3 separate regions of the Gossypium hirsutum genome follow, and regions 1 and 3 are each linked to region 2. The links are chromatin contacts, called in public Hi-C maps. All regions are on one chromosome and are shown on one strand. Each heading gives the region's core, a stretch centred on a gene start, on an enhancer-like site or on the middle of the called end of the contact. The rest is flanking DNA. Distances are from core to core; before and after follow the strand shown. Region 1 holds the start of LOC107886549 (AP-1 complex subunit mu-2). Region 2 holds the start of LOC121219605 (ARM REPEAT PROTEIN INTERACTING WITH ABF2). Region 3 holds the start of LOC107886539 (protein DETOXIFICATION 29).

Region 1 (2,700 bases), core at 121-2,620, 300 kb before region 2:
AAAAAAGTGACCTACTTCATTCTTCTTGTAGTTTATTCCTTCACTCCGCCAAGAGACTGCATTTGTAACAGCCATTGGAGGTCTCTGTGTAACCTCCATCCTATAAGCATCAGTCTTGATAAACTCACTAAGTATTTTTGCTTCAGTGTATTGGGGGTAGCCAAAATCCATAATCTCATCAAGTAACTCATACTGGAAAATGCATAAAAAAAGAGCCAATTATAAACTCTTCTACTAAGATTATAAACCAATATCGTCCAACAAACAAAGCTGGAACTAGTTATCCTTAAAAAAAAAAAAAGGAAGTTTGATCTCCTCATACCACTACAACAAAGTTATCCCTAAGCGATTCCTCTTCTAATTCCTCGAAATAATGCTTAAAAACCTGAATTATTAATTCAGATCAATATAGAGAATCGAGATCACATATTAGTACTACATTAAAAAAATGTTTAGAAAAAAATTTAATGCAATTGAAAATTTGAAAATAAAGAAGGCATAAAACTAAAATTACCGAATTGGCTTACATCAACTACACGGTGAAGGAAGAAAAGAAGACTGGCAGCATTGCAATTCTGCCTTGTTGCAGTCATCAAGTACACGTTGCTGTGTTGTATAAACATGTACGTAACTCCATTATCATACACCACTGGATCTTGCGACTGCGGATCTCCCTGCGTACCAAATCCAAAGGTCCTCCGAATTCAATATTACGCTAACCACTTTGAGCACCATCAATTTAAAAACTGATTCGAAGTGTAGTTAAGCTTAATTCAAATTTTTTTAAAAAAAAATTAAAGCAACAAAGAGAAGAAATATATTTATTCTAAACGGAAAAAAAAATCAAATCGAAATCTGAAATTGACGAAAGAAAAAAAAAAACCTCTTTTTCGATGAGTTTGGTGAAGAAGCGTTCAGCTTGAGCAGCGGAGACGTCGCCACGGTAGTCACGCCACACCAGAACACGGCCCTTTATATCTAGAAGAAATAGTGCAGATGCTGCCCCCGCCATTTCTTCTTTTGTTTATATTTTCTGCCCGACGAAATCCCTAGCAATTTTGCAAATCAGATCGGTGCGGTTCACGGTTTCCTTAAGATCTGATTTGAATCAGAAGCGAGAAGAAAGATCTAAATGAAAGAAGTGCGAAGTTGAGCGAGCTTGTTGAAGCTGAACCATATTTTTTTAATGTTCGTTACGATCTGCCCTCTCCATACACACTAATTTACTTTTCTTTCTATTTCAGATTTTAAATGGAAGGCTTCAACTTTCATCTTCCCATACCTGTTTTCTTTTCCCGGTGCCAAATGTTTTTAGAACGACGCCGCTTTATTTCGTTTGAAACTCACGCGCCAATGTTGTGAGTTGTTTTTGACATTTCCTACTTTATTTGACAATCTAATTTATATATAATTTACCACCAATGGGACGTGTTTCGCTTTCTTTTTAATTTAATTATTACTGTTATTTTTATACTAATGATAAATAAATGCACGTTTCATCTAAAAGTGTTCTACATTCAAGGCAAAGCTAAGAAAAACTTTTAGAGAGCCGAAATTAAATTAAATTTTTATGATAATAAAAGTATAATTTTACCATTTTAATAATTTATATCTTTATAATTTTTAAAGGATTAAATCAATTTTTTATCCTCTAAAGTACAATTTTACTTTTATTAATTTAAAATTTTAAAAATCCTAAATAAAAAAAATTTCATTTTAGGAGGGTCAGGTCAGGACTCTTATCAATCCCCTTAGCTACGCCCCTGCCTATATCTCTACTAACTGTGGTATCCTTAAACCACTCAAATCATCATGTAAGATTGTCAACATCTTATCAAGAGGTTGGATGAAGCATCAAACCCCCAAAGGTCGACTAAAAGCAATTACAAGAATCCGTCCGCAGCTCAATTGCCTTCTCTAGGGGTGAGTGTTCGATCAAATCGAGTGAAAATTTTTTGAGTTAATCAAGTTCACGAGTCCAGTTTTATCATCTTAACTCAATTTGAATTTTTTTTAGAATTAAGTCAAGTGAAATGAAATTTGAGTCAAGTCGAATCAAGTGAAATTATTCGAGGTAAATTAAAAAAATTAAATATGTTAAATAAAAATATTATTACAATATAATTAATTTTATGTTAGAACACATAAATTTGAAACTATATATATTTAAAAAAATTCAAAGCAAAAAAAAAATACTTGAGTATGATAAATTTGAATTATTAATTGGGTCCAAAATTTTTATTTTAGAAATTTTTAAAATTTTAAAATTCTTATATTTTTATAATTTTTATTAATATTTTAATTTTAAAAATGATTTTGAATTATTTTGTAATTTTTGTTGAGAGAAAGACTAATTTACTTATTTTCAAAGTTGACAGAGACCAAAAGGGTATCTGCATCAATTTGTTATTCGAATTATTCGAGTTATTCAAATTGTGAGGTTCAACTCGACTCAAACTCAAAACTCGAATCGAGTTATTCGAGTAGACTCAAATAATTCGAATAACTCGATTCGATTAATTCGAAATTTAAATTTTATTTTTATTTTTCCTAATTAAATTGAGTTTTGCTCACCCTTAACTTTATCTGTAAGTAATTTTTTTTCCTTTTTACTATATTACATTTATATGCCGTTTAAGTGTTAGTTATTCATATAAATTAAATCTTAATATACGAATAATTAATGTATTAAATTATGTT
Region 2 (2,700 bases), core at 139-2,638:
TTCGAGTAGGAGTTCGAATACGGTCTATAACTATAGTTTCTCGAAGTCGATCCAGCAGAAGAAAATTTCTCCATTTCTTTATTGATCTGAACTATAGAATGAATACTTTGCTTACCCAACTGTGTCTTAGAATCTTCCACAAAAGTCTCGAACGATAACAAAGTGACCAACGGCCTAATCACATTCTCTCTGGCGAAATCCTCTTGAGCCACAGGGTCATGCTCCGCCATTCTCACCACTAGTTTTGCTACCGGAATTTGAACCTTCATAAGGGAATCTCCCAACACTTGAACCACAATTGGAACCCCCATTTCATCGACAATACTCCTAACTCTTTCCTGCTCGTTTGCTAAAACAAGAAGCGCATTAGCCGCTGCGATTTGGGCATCCGCTGAGCAGCTTTCTTTGAGAAGCTTTAACAAAGGAGGGATGCCGCCTTCTTCGACGGTTATCTTTTTGTTTCGGTCGTTGTCTCGAGCGAGAGAAGCGAGGTTATTAGCGGCTTCAATTCGATCGGTTAATTGGCCCATTTGGACGGTGGCGATGTAAGACCAAACCCAGGAAATAATCGGGTCGTTGCTGGCGATCGGGGGAAGGGAAAGGAAGATTCCGCTGGCAGTCCCGTTGTTCTCGGTGTCGAGGACTCCCATGAGCCACTTCATGTCGCCGATGGAAGCGTCCAGAAGGTTCAACACTTTGCGGAAATCGGTGGCACTCGTGATCCTCACGACTCGACGCAAGATGCTCTGCCTCTTGCACTTTCGGACTAAGGTGAGGGCTCGCTCTAGATTCTTGGAGACTTCGGAGACTACCCGGCGAATCGGGCGTTCGTAGAGGCATTGAACCGAGGTGGTGGAGCGGACCAGGGTTCGAAGCATTTGGGAAAGCCGATCTACTAGCTTCCCCACCTCCCCACAATCAACTTTAAACGACTCCGCCTCGTCCGCCGCCGCCCGAACTCGCTCAGCTAGCATAATCGGATACGACAGCTCATCCTCGATTCTTTTCTCCTCCGCCGATCCCATCATCAACTCAATAAGTTAATACGTTAGGTGAGTCCAGGGCGAGTCAAGAAGTAGAAAATCAATCAGCTTAGCTAGCTGCTACTGACGTTTCTTTTAGGAAGTCCTCTGCTCTTCTAGGGAATTGTGCTGTGTTTTTTTTTTACACCATTATTGGTATCCCACTTTCCACGCAGCGCGTGAATGGAAAAAACAACGATAGTAGTAAATGATAATAATAACAAATTAAAATGCACCAAAAGAAGATGAGGAGGAGTCAATTGATTAAGCTTCTTACATTTCGTAATAGGAAGGTGAAAAGCACTTGCTCCGAAGATCAGTTGAAAATTATTCCTTCTTTCCTTTTCATTTTCTTTTACTGGTTTCCGGTCAAAGCATACTTTTCCATCTATTTTTAATTTACCTCATTTTATATTACTTTAATTTTCCAATTACTTTCGCACCATCTTAATTCATACTGCAACTCAACACATTCTGATAATTAATACAACTGTAAGATTTTTTATCCCATATAGACAAAAACATATCCTGTAATTATATAAAAGAATTATGAGACTGGAAAGAAAGAAAAAAACCCTTAGCGGTTGACCCGATGATGTTATAGAAAAGATAAACAGAGTGATGAAATTTTCGAAGAAGACTTACTTCTGAATTGTTGACCACGCAATTTGTGTTCTATTTTCTGTGTTTAATTACTTTTCTTCCCAATACATTTAAGATAGATGGCATCTACTATTTTATTAATTAGTCTTCTAACAATTGACTCAGACATTCCTTGTCTAAGCACCCCAACACCCCATCAAATTATTTGATGATGAAATCTATTGAGCAATCTTCTGCAATTAATAAAATAATTCCAACAGCATTTTTAAGGGAAAAAATGGAGTGATAATTTTTACGACCGCCAATGTACTCAGACAAGAACTATCATTATTATTATTCAGAGGTTCAAACTACATTATGATCCTTTAACAGTAAAATAGAAATGTTGATGCTTACTCAATTATTTGATCTTTGATGAAAATAATATTGCTCACTCCTGAACTCCCTTTTGAACATATCAATTCAAAGGCTTAGCAATTATAATGTCTTGGATAGAGTTCGTTGTCATGTCATTTTCTTTCAGCTTCGTATCACTACTCTGTATACATTTCCTCACATGCATTCATGGTGCATAAAGTAGTATGGAGTTGTTTGTAGTTAAAGTTAGATTGTATTTTGGTTTTTTTTTATTTAAAAATTAGATAAATTTATTCTTTTTGTTAAAAAAATCATTTATTTGTGTTATTAAAAATTAGAATAACTGACGAAATAACTTGACAATGACATGTGACATGTCACATTTATCTTATGCTAATGTATAAGAACTAATTTTTAACAGTAAAAATGAATAGAATTTATAACAAAAGGATTAGTTTACTTTTTAATATAATGTATATAGACTAATTTACCTATTTTTTAATAGAGAAAGAAAATGTAATCTAAGTCTTAATATAAAAACCTTCATAAAATTTCTATTAAAATCTATCAATTTCTTATCAATTATGCGTTCACATCCTATTCAATTTGTAAAACAAATTATAAAGCTCAATGAATTAATACGAACAATATCTTACAAATGAGTATATATTTAGTATTATAGTTTTTTCTAGTTATTAGTGATTGGGGCGTCATTGAG
Region 3 (2,700 bases), core at 187-2,686, 420 kb after region 2:
CCAACCAATCTTTCTCTCTTAGTTTTCTCTCTTCTCCCATTTGAGAATTCTTAAGGAATTCTATTTGTTTGTAATACTTTGGAGATAGTAAAGTTATCATCTGGTGTTAGTGCCCGAGGACGTAGGTATAATTTACCGAACCTCGTTAAATCTCTTGTGTTCTTTCTTGTCCTATTTTTCTTTCAATATTTGAGGGTATAATAGTAGTATTTAATTGTGCTATTAAATTACTATAGAAGGGATATTCTGTCTAAGGAAAGACTTGGTATTTAAGAGATCCATGTGATCCACCTCTCTTCCCTGGGAATTGAACTTTGTGTGATTTTTTAGTACAATAATTTACACGCTTCCGACCCTATTGGAACAACACAGATAAGTTAGATTCTTTTTCAATAGTATAATATCGAACAAAAGTTGGCATATAATATTACTAGAAATTTTATCATAGTAGATATATGTTTAAAAATAACATACAATAATTAATAAAATATATAGTTTGAAACTAATTAATAATAACATATTAAATATATATTATATTAAAATAAATAAAAAAACTTGATTAAATTGTAAATAAAACGAAATTTAAATTAGATTAAGCTAAATAACAACATAAATCCTAAGTTGGTGGCAAGTTAATTTGTGATGCCAACTTAATCACCAACATTATGAATACATCAAATTTAGAGCATTAAATAAATATATCAATCTTAAATTGTTGTCGAGTTAATTTGTGACACAAATTCAATCAACAACAATATTAATATATATACAATTGATGATGGATGATAAAACTAAAACATATATAAAAAGATTAAAATAGAGTTTTGATTTAGTGGTAAATTTAATTGAGTTTTGATGTTAAGCTTGTTATACATATTTGCGGTCCATCTTAGCTTAAAATAGAGTTTTGGTTTAGTGTGGGTGATATTTTTTGTAATTTTTTTAATTGAGTTTATAGTAATAAGATTTAAACACATGAGTATATAAATATATAAGATAAATTAATATTTTAATTTATATAAATATATAATACTAAATAAGAAAAACAAATATACAGATCTATGAAATCTTAACAATCCACATGATACAATTGTGGCTTCCAAGTCGAGCGTTGCTTGAGTTTATGCGAGGGCATGCATGAATGACCATGAGACCAGCGTGATCTTTTAATTAATGTGACTGCTACTGCTACTCGATTTAATAATAATAAAAAGAAAAAAGTAGAATTGAATTAAACTAAAAATCATATGATTAAGTTTAAGATTTTAACAGAGTACAAGTTAATTACAATTACAACTATATATATAAAATATTTAAATAATTATAATTAAAATCAAATGGATAAATTAAAATAAAAGTCACATGTATTGAATTTAAATTAAAATAATTGGAAAAAACAAATATAAGATTTATGTAAACGCCCAAACATAAGAAAAGCAAAATTTCAAAATGGATCTTTATTTTATATGGGTTTTAGATTTAAACTAAAATGTTTTACTATTAAAATGCATTAAATTTCTTTAATTAATTTTGGATCAGCGTGGAAAATATTATAATAAATGCAATCTCTACCCAAAACCGCCTTCTGAAATATTGTCTGTATATATATATACCTTGGCCGGTTGACTTGATATTATATATTGTATTCCAGCTCTTTACGTCTCCCGTGGCAATGGAGGGAGCTGAGCAACCGCTTCTTTCCTCTCGGCTAGTTGGCGGGGATGAACAGTTACTTTCTAGACCATCAAACATCACCTTCACCGCCGGCACCGATGACATCCCACCAATCAACAGCGTCCGTGACTTCTTCAGAGAATACCTGATTGAGTCCAAGAAGCTGTGGTTCCTGGCTGGCCCCGCCATCTTCACCAGCGTCTGTCAATACTCCCTCGGCGCTATCACTCAAGTATTTTCCGGCCAAGTTGGCACTCTGGCCCTCGCTGCCGTCTCCGTGGAGAATTCGGTCATTGCCGGTTTCTGCTTCGGCATCATGGTAAATCTGTAAATTAGATTTCCGTTTTCATTTGGGTCTCTGGCTTAGTTAAAAATAACACTAATTACAATTCTTGATATTAAAACTTGAATAGCTTGGGATGGGAAGTGCACTTGAAACTTTATGCGGCCAAGCATATGGAGCAGGGCAACTTGATATGCTAGGGGTATACATGCAAAGATCATGTGTCATCCTCACCGCAACGGCTTTGATGTTAAGCTTGTTATACATATTCGCGGTCCAACTTTTGACGGTAATAGGCCAAACGGAAAGCATAGCGGAGGCCGCTGGAATATTCGCAATATGGATGATACCGCAACTGTTTGCTTACGCGTTTAACTTCCCGATGGCGAAGTTCTTACAGGCACAAAGCAAGATGATGGCGATGGCGATGATATCCGGGGTGGCGTTAGTTCTGCACTGTTTGTTTAGTTGGCTGTTGATGCTAAAGCTGGGTTGGGGCTTAGTTGGTGCAGCCATTGTGTTGAACGGGTCGTGGATTGCCATAGACGTGGCTCAGTTTTTGTACATAATTAGCGGTACTTGTGGTCAGGCTTGGACCGGCTTCTCTTGGAAGGCATTTCAACATCTCTGGGGATTTGTCAGATTGTCTTTTGCTTCAGCTATAATGCTCTGGTAAGTCCAACCTAACACTTGGGCTTCTTTGTTTAAATCCAAATTAAATAAAAACAGGGAAGTAAAAAAGT

What was found. Hi-C and Micro-C count contacts between places; a contact is called where the count stands out from the background.
Region 1: a Hi-C map of leaf shows a contact between it and region 2, with 1.7 times the contacts expected there. The contact joins the promoter of LOC107886549 here to the promoter of LOC121219605 in region 2. A contact is called at or near these places in 2 of 34 Hi-C or Micro-C datasets (both in leaf).
Region 3: a contact with region 2 is called in a Hi-C map of leaf, with 2.1 times the contacts expected there. The contact joins the promoter of LOC107886539 here to the promoter of LOC121219605 in region 2. A contact is called at or near these places in 7 of 34 Hi-C or Micro-C datasets (callus, leaf and seedling).

The regions. Positions count from the first base shown.
Region 1 is chrA03:98,116,718-98,119,417 of Gossypium_hirsutum_v2.1, reverse strand. LOC107886549 (AP-1 complex subunit mu-2) reads right to left here and starts at 1,370. Exons shown (of 11, transcript XM_016810544.2): 1 at 884-1,370; 2 at 528-674; 3 at 323-385; 4 at 16-192. The coding sequence starts at 1,012.
Region 2 is chrA03:97,817,238-97,819,937 of Gossypium_hirsutum_v2.1, reverse strand. LOC121219605 (ARM REPEAT PROTEIN INTERACTING WITH ABF2) reads right to left here and starts at 1,388. Exons shown (of 1, transcript XM_041098072.1): 1 at 1-1,388. The coding sequence starts at 1,028.
Region 3 is chrA03:97,397,663-97,400,362 of Gossypium_hirsutum_v2.1, reverse strand. LOC107886539 (protein DETOXIFICATION 29) reads left to right here and starts at 1,436. Exons shown (of 8, transcript XM_041109192.1): 1 at 1,436-1,993; 2 at 2,088-2,629. The coding sequence starts at 1,673.